2 separate regions of the Zea mays genome follow, and region 1 is linked to region 2. A link is a contact called in public Hi-C data. All regions are on one chromosome and are shown on one strand. The core of a region is the stretch at or near the end of the contact, and the rest is flanking DNA. Distances in the headings are between cores, read along the strand shown. Region 1 overlaps LOC100216932 (NSP (nuclear shuttle protein)-interacting GTPase). Region 2 holds the start of LOC103627123.

Region 1 (5,503 bases), core at 558-3,057, 240 kb before region 2:
AGATAGGAGCCTTGGCAGCCGCACACACCTGTTGAGCTGCCCAAGGTCTTTAATGACTATAATTAACTAGCACAAGTAACTAGGAGAGTGCTTAGGAAACAGGACTTAATAACAACAAAATTCATGTAGTTAGGACTACCCTACTGCTCTTTTCCTTCTTTTTCACTTTCTGTCTGGGGCTAAGTCATCCTGCGTGGTGAGAGGTGCACGCCTCACTTCAGGCACTGCACTTTAAGAACCTTGAAGTAACCCTACTCCCTCAGTGCTCAAGTGAATATTGTGTGTGCCTTTGACTGAACTGCTATCTTGTATCTCATCAAACTTTGGGCATTACTATCTTTCATATGTCCCATTTGCTTCGTAAAGTGAATACCTTGTTTATTTTCTTTCATCTTTTGTACTTATTTTTTTACCTTGTCGACTTAGAAGTGTCTTGGTTCTGGGATCTTCTGTACATATCTTGCTAATATATTATGAGAATAATGTTTTGTTATTGCCTTCCCTACTGTTCCACCTGAAGAAAAAAGCAAGAACACTGATATGCTGATTTGAACAGGGACCACAATATGCCTGCACAAATTTCTGGACCTTCGTTTGTACCAATTGCAGTGGAGCACAGTAAGTATTTTAGTGTGCCCTCTTTTAGTTTAGACGACCAATCTATCGAGCCTTCCCTTCTTTTTTGTTTAACAGTATATGGCATGATGGAGTGAATTATTGGGCACACCAGTCCCCTGGTGAAATATGCCAGTCTTTTTCCTAATATAAATCACTTTGTTTTCCTAGTCGGGAGTTCACGCATCGAGTAAAATCGGTTTCCATGGCCAAATTTACTGCACAAGAAGTTACTGCCCTTCAAGAAGGGGGGAATGAGGTAACATGTATCTGTTTTTTTTTCTACTTTTCCCATCAATCCCATGTCTTCTATTCAACACGGCATTGATTTTGAAGGAGAATAGAATTGGTGTAATTGAATGGATGTATTGCAATATTGCATTGAGCCCTTAGTCAGTTTATGTAGAGTACAAGACTTGGGAGACAAGGAACACATGGATACATGTGGCGGTCTACGATACACAATATCTAAACTACCAAATATACTCTAACAACCCTCCGCAGTCGTAGCGGGAACATCGCAGACGATTGGACTGGAGAAGAGGAGCCAAAGGCTAACATTCTCCTGAAGTCGTAGTGACATTGCAATGCAAATGTTGCAACTAGAGTAGAAACCAACAAGGAGCTTATGTGGTTGTGCCAATGCGAGGTAGCCGAGCATAAGGCACAATTGATGTGGTTGAAGGAGTCGTGCTGAAGATAGCGAGGCCGACATAGTTGTGGTGAGGTTGCTGTGTTGGTGTAGTTGCAAGCGCATAAGAGGTGTCAAGGAGATGATGAAGACATGTCTGGGTAGTCGTCGTGGAAGGAGGCTATACTGAGGTTCATACAGTCAGGGCTGCCAAAGACGAAGGTGAAAGGAGACGATGCAATCGAGGCAGATGGGGTGGGAACATGAGAGTTGATGCCGATGTAGATGCAGTCAAGTTGCCTGAACCGAGGCTTGGGCTGGATTTGCCAGACTCAGCAACGCGCCAGACACGAAAGCAAGTGTCGTTGTTGCCAATACCGGACGTACAAGGTAGAGGGACCATCATAGAAGTAGTAGCGTTGATTGTTGTAGAACAGTAGGGTAGAAGGTATGGATGCAGCACACAGTTAACGGAATAGACGAAGTGGTGGGGACAAGACGAAGATGCTGGTGATGTTGTGTTGGACGGAGAAGCAGTGAGGGAGTGGATGCGTTGAACCCGAAGGCAAGCAGTCCGGGCTGGCGATGGATGGGCAGCGGTGCTTTCGCGCACAAGGCCTCACGCTCACATGTAGTGCTCTAAGTCGACGACAAAGGCGATCAATAGGACAAAGGCCTTGTGCAGACGGATGGTGCAACAGATTGTGCAGCACAGTCATCGATGCACATGGGATGATGATGTATATGCAACCACCAAGCAGACCTTGATGATGGTGTGGCTCGACGAGGCGACACAGCAGCAGCCCTGTTGCTCGAAGAAGACGTGCATAGTACCCTGCGATGGACGTCACGGGAGCCAGGTGGACCACACAATCAATTGTAGGGAGTTGGGACCAAGTACGCGCGAGATGGAGCGACGACGGAAGAGGTCAGCAGAGGTGTCTTGAATCCTGATCTATGCTGGTGATGACAAACTGACAATATAGACATGCAGACGGGATGGTTGAGAAGCGACGTGGGAATGCATCCCCACAACATCGCACGCTTGGCCAAGCCGCACAGTCGAAGATGTAGATGCCGGTGTTGGAGTAGCACGTGAGGTTGGCAAGCAACGGGTGACTTAGTCCCGATTAGTGATCATGCAAACCAAAAAGGGTGCAACAGCAGCAGTGGGATCTTCCCTGTGCAACTCAACGGGTGCACCTACAACTTGATCGCAGACTAAACAGTGACAACGAGTGTCCAACGCCCGGCATGAAGAGGTGGGCGCCTAAACAGTGGCGTTGCCCCTGGTGGAGATAAATCTCTCCCCGGGGGTGCGTGGTGCAGAATCTATCGCTGGCTAGGGTTAGATCTAAACCGAACCCGGGCAATTGATACCATGGAGGAAAATAAAATTGTTGTAATTGGATGGATGCATTGCATTGAGTCCTTAGGTGGTTTATATAGAGTACAGGACTAGGAAACAAGGCAACCCATGGATACATATGATAGTCTACGATACACAATATCTAAACTACCAAATATAACAGATTTTACTTGACTTGTAGCGTGCTAGAGAAGTATTTTTCAAGGAGTGGGATCCTCAACGAAATGGATACCCTGACAGCAGGTGATCTTTTTTAGCAATTTCTTTTTGTAAGTCACAATGCTTAATTATGTATGGGAAGTATGACATGTTTCTTTTGGTCTCAGTAATGCTGACAAATTGAGAAATTTCATTAAGCATGTGTATGTGGAACGGAGATACACAGGAGAAAGAAGTACTGATAAGCCACCAAGGGCAAAGGTGATGTTGTATCCTTACCGCTTTAAATGTTTCTCCTCAGTAACCAATCCTTATTTCTGGAAATGTAATTTTCCCTTTGAAATTCACTGTGTGCTGGTTGATCGTCATCTTGCAGGATGACAAGGATGAGTATAGTGAAAATAGGAGATCTGATGGAAATTGGGGTGGTTCAAGAAGTCCGCCAGATGGAAGTTACTCTGATCGTCGGAGTTATAGTGGACGGAGTGATGACAGAAATTCCAGATATTCCTATGGGGACCGTAGTCCTGGCTATGACCAAAATGACTATAAGAAAAGTCCTCGCTACTTTGAGGTTGTCGATGATAGATCTGGAAAAACAACTCCAGTTCAAAGGTTTGAAGACCGTTGGTCTTCGGAGCCCAGAAAACCAGATAGTGGATCTCCAGATTTCCAGAAAGAAGCTGATGGTTCTAGTCCTGTTGTACGACCAGTTAGGGATATATTGGGTGACAATACTCCTCAACTTCGGGTTGGTGAACCGTCAAAGCCAGCTACTGAACCTCCAAAGCCAAGCGTAGTCAGACCAATTGATCCTCCAAAGCCGAGTGTAGTCAGACCAATTGGTCCTCCAAAGCCAAATGGAACCAGGGCAATTGATCCTCCACCACTGACAAAGGTTATTCTTTGTTACTCCTGACATTCCCCTTCTTTTGACATTGCTTTTGTACACTTGAAATATCATCGTGTTCTTGTGCATATGTTCGCTTAATATTCCTCTTGCTTGTTCATAATGTAGACAATATCTAGTGCCAGCAGCATTGGTTCTTCAGAAGGCACATCAGAACAGACAAAGGTGGCAAGTGCTGTAAGTTTAATTGATTTTAGTGCAGATCCTGAACCTGCGTCCACAGCACCACCACAACCCACCCCTATGCCACAACAACCTCCATTTAACGCAGCAGCACCACAGCCTATTCTTGAACAAGGGAAAAGTGATCCTTCTGTCAGTGGTGGTGACTGGGCATCTTTTGATTCTTTTGGCCAACAACAAACACCACAAACAAGCAGCAGTGTAAATCCTCTTGAGTCTGCACTTGCACAGCTGTCATTCTCTGAAGCACCCTCTGCACCAAATGCGTCAGCTTATCCTGTTTCTCTTGATCCCACTTTGAAAGCAAATGATGGAGGACATTCATCTGTGCTAGACCAGTCACATTCCTTGTTTGATGCGCCCTTTGGAATCTCAGGCAACCAGGTAGTTGTGTTTTCATAAATTTTTAAGCTTTATGCACCTGAGCCTTTTTTCCTAAAAAATAGTTTTCACTGGATTCCTTCCCCAGGCCTCAACAGTAATGTCCGGCCAAGGATCATCAGTTCAACAATCTCCTCTAGCTGCCCCAACAGCTGGACCTCCATCTCAAGCTACTGCAAATCCACAAGGAACCAGTGGTATTCAAGGAGCAGCCTCTTCTACTGACAGTAAATTCAGTAGCAGGAAAGAACTTCCAGTGGTATGTCATACATGATTAGCTGTGTGTTTTGCGTCTTCTAAAAAATAATGAGCATTTTCTTGATTGAATGTGATGTCACTTAGTGGAGTTTTATTTGACAAGCACTGTATATGTTATGAGGTAGTTAAGTGAAATCATGGTCTACATTGGATTCCAAATGAAAATGGGTAGCCACCATACAAATGTATAATGTTCAGCAATAATTGTAGTTTCTCTTTAGATTCATGGTTTTGTTTTGATGTGTTTCGTTTGGCTGGCTTATGGGAATGAACTAGTTGCTAGATTGAAAATAATTTGTGCAAACTTCATTTGCTTTGAGCCTTTGGTTTCTGTAAACTTATGGGTTGAATGCCATAAATGTTGTTAATGTTTTTGTACTTGTCAGTGCATGTGTTCTCACGGTCGTTCATTTGCAAGATCATTACCTATTATCAATAGAAGACAACTGGACAAGTTTCTTCTATTCGATTCTTTGCAGAGTGTTTTGGAAAAAAATGATGAACTGATGGATCTGACACTGCTTTCCAACGGACTCATTTGCATGAGCATATTTGACACTGGACAAAACTTATTGCAGGATATCTTTACTGCACTATATCCACCATCAACTCAAATGATGCCTGGCTGGCAGAGAGCTCCCCATTTTGGAATGGGATACGCCATGCAATATCCACCTGGAGTGGTATCCATGTCATTCTAATTTGTGTAACATATTATGCACCTGAGCTGTTACTGTCTTTTTATCTTACATAAGGAATGCTCTTCAATTCCAGGGATTGCAATCATATCTTCACGGAGCATTTCCTCAGCCTACATATCAGCAACCTGTATATTCACAACATGCATATTCCCACCCCCAACCTGTGAAAGCTTCAAACCCTTTTGATCTTGGGAATGAGTCAGCTCATATTCAAGCTCACATGGTATAACTAAAATGTCTACTGTAGACTTTGTTGTCATGCATATTCTGCATTCCTATTTTGTCAACATGCTCAT
Region 2 (4,927 bases), core at 2,314-4,813:
TGAAAAGTTTAACAAATGCAACACATTGTACGAGAGGATGTATATAGAATACAATCCATAAGAAATGTTTCCGAGAAACACATGCAATATCTATCACTATCACTTTGTGTTTCCACATGATAGAAATTTTATGGATATCTCTATAATTTGGTAAGATCAAATTAGGATATATCAACACATCCTTGATACTTCCATTATCAAAAGGGGACTAGATATTAACATATCATGATATCGCGCGAAGCGATTGTCAAAATATTCTTTCCTCTTTCCAAAGGAATATGAGAATATTTTGTTTCCCCACTTATAGAGTTTGTGGCACAATTCTCCACATTGCATGTTTCTTCCTCAATTGGAAGAATCCCTGTACAAGTTTGCACAACTCAAATCAATGAGTCTTCAACTCCCTTGAAGAGTTCGTTCAACTCTAATTGATGAGTTTGTTTAACTCAAATTCATATGAGTTTTTACACTCAAATCACATGAGTGTGTTCAACTCACATCACATGAGTTGAACCTATCACAACATCAATTATGAGATTATACCAAATCTCATGCATCATTTATATAGTACTCAATAGCAAATCATCTAACAAAGTGGTCTTCTCTTAGAAAAAGAAGTGTTGTTACATGATTAGTCCAAATCATGATTTACACAACTAACCACTGTTATCATGTCAGATGGAAGATTGAAGTACACTTCATATCTTAGCTTTCATGAGTAGTATGCATCTATTGGGATTCCATATACATGATTAGATGCTTAGGCATACAACACTATATCACATATAGTGTAATGACAAAAGAGTTTGTCATACTCATTTCTCTTCCCTTTTTAATGTGCTTATATATTTGCTTTCAAACAAAATATATGAATACAAAGTGTTAGTCTACAACTTAATGTAGACACATACTCATAAGTCCACATGTCTTATGATTTTCTTTGCTATTCATTTTGGGCTTGCACATCAAGCCACAAAAGCACATTAGTTCTTTTCATAAGAACCATAAGAGAATGGGAGCATCACATTTCCTCCAAAATGAAGAGGTGAATTCCCATATCATGCAAAAATGAAATGAACATATCCAATGAACATTAAGGGTAATTTAGCCCATTAGGCGAGTTCATCAAACTCTATTAAATTATTATCCTTCAAATGGCTTAACCATTTTAGTTTGCTGTTGCAACTTTGCCACAAAATATATTATATCTTTATATGTTGGAGAATTCTAGGTGTCACATAAAGTGTACCACAGATTTTTGAAAATTGGTGTACACAACGTAGATAATCTCCATGTAATGAAACAATGGAGTAGATCTCTCAGTAGTGGGCAAAACATTTGCCGCCTGAAAGCATGGTCTCTGGGCTGATATATTCAAGGAACATACCGCAGCCAGTGCTTAGGACTCCACTACCATGTGCTTGACCAAATTTTCAAAAACAAAATGGTAATCACCATAATGGTGAATAACCAACATCACATCTCCAACATATCTACTTGGGTGAACACATAGGTAATCATCATAACCATATGATGTAGACCTCTTACTGATGGGCAAATAACTTTTTGCTGTCTAAAAGCTTGGTCTCAGGGCAAATAAATTCCAAGAACTTATTGCAGCCAAAGCCTAGATCTCCATCATGTGTTGAATAATCCCAAGTTCAAGATATGTATCATATTTTGCAAGAATTCATCATTTAAAGAATTCTTGTAGCAGTCAGCATGACTGCAGCGTCCAGCCTGGCTCCATAGCCCGCGACGCCTGCGTGGTCCGTGATCTTTTTGGATAGCACATATAGGTAATCATCTCGAAAGATGTAGACCTCATAGTGATAGGCATTTCAAATGCGGCCTAAAGCACGGTCTCTGGGCTACTAAACTCTATAAAGAATTTAGCGCAGCCAGTGCTTAGGACTCCATCACCCTATGCTTTTCCAAAAAAAATGCAACCTTGTTTTGCATGAGGACCGTTAAGTTTCGACTTAATTATGTGCTATGTTTTCTATGCAAACATAAAAGAATGCAAAAATAAAAGCAAGTCAAAAAACTTGTGAATTATAAATATAAATAAAATATAATTCACTAACATGTCTGCATTTTTCATAATAAAACAGACAAGTGTGTACAGTTACATATGTCGTGAGTAGTCTAAATATTTAAATTTAGATACTCAACATTGTTGAATAATAGTAATTGAATTAACACACATGTCCTCTCACTATAATTGCAGAAACTAAGAGACAAAAATAATAAATTTTATAGATCCAAAATGGACTATAATGTCCAACCATGCCAAGACGGCCCATGAGGCCCATCTTAGCGAAGCCATAAGGGGCTGGCAGTTAGGGTTGAACCCTAACCGGCCACCCCATCACAGGCGGCGGCGGCGGCCAGTCGGCTCGGTGGCCAGGCGCGGCAAGAGCCCAGGCGCGGCAGCAGCCGGCCCCGGTGCGCGACCTCCCCCGGCGCGCGGGTGCGCGGCCCCGGCAGCGCGAGGGTGCGCGGCGCGGGCGAGCCCCCCGGCGATGGGCGGGCGCGGCGCAGCACCTCGGTGCGCGCGACCCCGGCTGTCCGGCATCGATGCACGGGTGCGCGGCCTAGGCAGTGCGAGGGGCGCGACCCCGGCAGCACGCCTGCCCGACGGCGCGGCAGCCCTGCCGCAGGAGCACGAGGCGTGGCCCCGGCACAAGCGTAGCCCCTTGGCGGCGCGCGGCTCCCCGGGCGCGTGCGGGTCCCGCGGCCCCGGCGGCGAGCGCGCGGGCGCGGCCCTCGGCGGCGCGGGAGCAACGGCCCCGACTGCCCAGCGCGGTGCGGCCATGGCCCGCCGGTGGGCGGCCCCGGGGCGGTGCAGGCGCGTTCTCAGGCCCCGGCTAGGCACAGCCTTAGCGCTAGCAGCCCCTGCGCGGGCGCACCGGCCAGGCATGGCCCTGGCGAGGGAATCCCCTGCACAGGCGCGCGGCCAGGCAGCCCTTTGCGTGGGCACGTGCAAACAACCCTTGTGCGCGTGGGTGCGGTGGCCTCCGACGCTCAGTCGTGCAGGCACAGCTCCGGCCATGCGGGCACGGAGGCCAGCCCCCGGCGGCCCGTGGGCGAGAAGGCCATGGCCAAAAACTACCAATCGAGGACAAAAAAAATCTAAGCAACGTTGCCTGAGCAACGTAAGAATGCAGATCAATTTTTTTTATGTGCATTTCTGTCGCTAGATACTCACAGACAGTCGCATCGAAGTCCAAGCACATGATAAATCCAAGTTCATGCCAGAGTTCTGCGTCGGAAGAATCATCGTCCGCCGACGTCTACTTCTTCGTTTCCCTTTCTCGCATATCGATCTCGTGAGCAGTGCTGATAACGTGTTAAAGTGTAGTGCTCAGTAGAGAGAGAGAAAATGACAGAACCATAACTTTATTGCAGAGACTCATATATATATACTAGAGTACACAGGGTCCCAAAAGGTGTGACCCTTGGGCAATAACTGCCATCGGTTGATCACATGTGAATGTTTTGTAACAGTAGCTACACGCCTACACTAGCCTATGCCGTATGCCCGTATCCCCTCGTGAATCACCGCGACCGCACGTCCGCACCGCTGTCACATCCACAGACCACAGAGCTGCAGGCTGCAGCTGCCTGGAATCCCCTCGAACCAACCAACCGTCCCTGCCACCGCGCCGCCGTGCTAGACCTGCTGCTGAATGCTGATGATGTCCACCACCCCGGAAGCGTCCCGCGGCGCCGCCTCAAGCCCGTACATGCCCGTCGCAGCACACGAGCTCAGGAGGCAGATGTCCATGCCGCCCGCCCTCGCGGCCACCTTCGCGTCATGCGGCTCCGGAGGCGGCGGCCACGGATGGCCAAGAAACCTAGCGGGGGGCGGCGGCAACGGCGAGCTCGGCTGGCGCGCGCCCCGGCCAGCAGCAGGCGGCGTGGGGGCGGTGGTCCGCGCGCTGTGGGCGTGGATCGCTAGGGGCAGGAGGAAGGTGGTCATCAGCCGGACCGGATCGTCGGTGAAGGAGCAGCAGTACGGGCACGAGGAGTACGCGCAGAACTTCGACGAGGGCGGCGCGGCGAGGGAGCCCGAGAACCTGTCGCGCTCCTTCTCCGCGCGGTACGCAAGGCAAGCGGCGCCGTGGGACGGGGCTCGCCGTCGCCGGCGTGGATGAAATCAGCTGTTTTCACCAGTACACAGAAGGCTTCTGGTTCAATGCGCATCTTGAAGCCAGGCGCCTAGTACTGGCCACCTAGGATTCATGTTTCAGATGCTATAGTACGAAGGAATATAATATAGAGGAAGAAGGGATGCGAATGAATCTAAATACCACTCTTTATTTCTAAGCCATATTTTAGTATTTTTTGAATTTTTATTTCTTGGATTTCAAACTATTTACAACAGATGCAAGCAATGATTAGCTGCAACAACTAATGTGCAATCAGATCTTATATATAAGCGTGAAAGCGATATTACTGATCTGTTAGATTATGATCCAACTATGTATTACATTTAACACTTAAACACTTCCACCACCAGCTCGTGTAAATTTATAGAAAACCATATAACAAATCACGATTATGTCTATAGTTAGATCATGATCTAATAGATAAGAGGTTCACTTGCACACATGCACATAATATCTGATTGTATATTAATTGTTACCACGACTAGTTAAGGAGGCACATGTATGTATCTATCAAAAATTTCTCTTTAGGACTAGTTTGGAGACCCTTTTTTTCTAAGGGATTTTTATTTCCCAAGAGAATTTAATTCATTATCTCTTGGGAAAATATGAATCCCTTAAAAAAATAGTGTTTTCAAACTAGCCCTTAAAGAAGTCGGTCGGTACGGTATACCGGCCACCTCGGATCGGTACTAACTGAAGCGACCATTTGGAGCCAACCACGTTGAATCGACCGATCAGTACTAACTGAACTG

What was found. Hi-C and Micro-C count contacts between places; a contact is called where the count stands out from the background.
Region 1: a contact with region 2 is called in a Hi-C map of endosperm, with 2.0 times the contacts expected there. The contact joins the enhancer-like site here to the promoter of LOC103627123 in region 2. A contact is called at or near these places in 3 of 25 Hi-C or Micro-C datasets (ear, endosperm and leaf).

Annotation. Positions count from the first base shown.
Region 1 is chr5:160,678,850-160,684,352 of Zm-B73-REFERENCE-NAM-5.0, reverse strand. LOC100216932 (NSP (nuclear shuttle protein)-interacting GTPase) reads left to right here. Exons shown (of 14, transcript NM_001359522.1): 3 at 557-618; 4 at 787-874; 5 at 2,797-2,858; 6 at 2,942-3,035; 7 at 3,151-3,672; 8 at 3,793-4,251; 9 at 4,337-4,507; 10 at 5,085-5,189; 11 at 5,281-5,430. Among protein-coding and RNA genes, the nearest start is that of LOC100216932, 9.2 kb to the left of the region's middle. Within about 2 kb of position 1,807, at least 1 of the 20 cell types and tissues checked has an H3K27ac peak or open chromatin away from gene starts, as enhancers often do. A contact at or near this core is called in endosperm, where this site is marked.
Region 2 is chr5:160,439,449-160,444,375 of Zm-B73-REFERENCE-NAM-5.0, reverse strand. LOC103627123 reads left to right here and starts at 3,563. Exons shown (of 1, transcript XM_008647441.4): 1 at 3,563-4,332. The coding sequence starts at 3,693. The coding sequence ends at 4,160.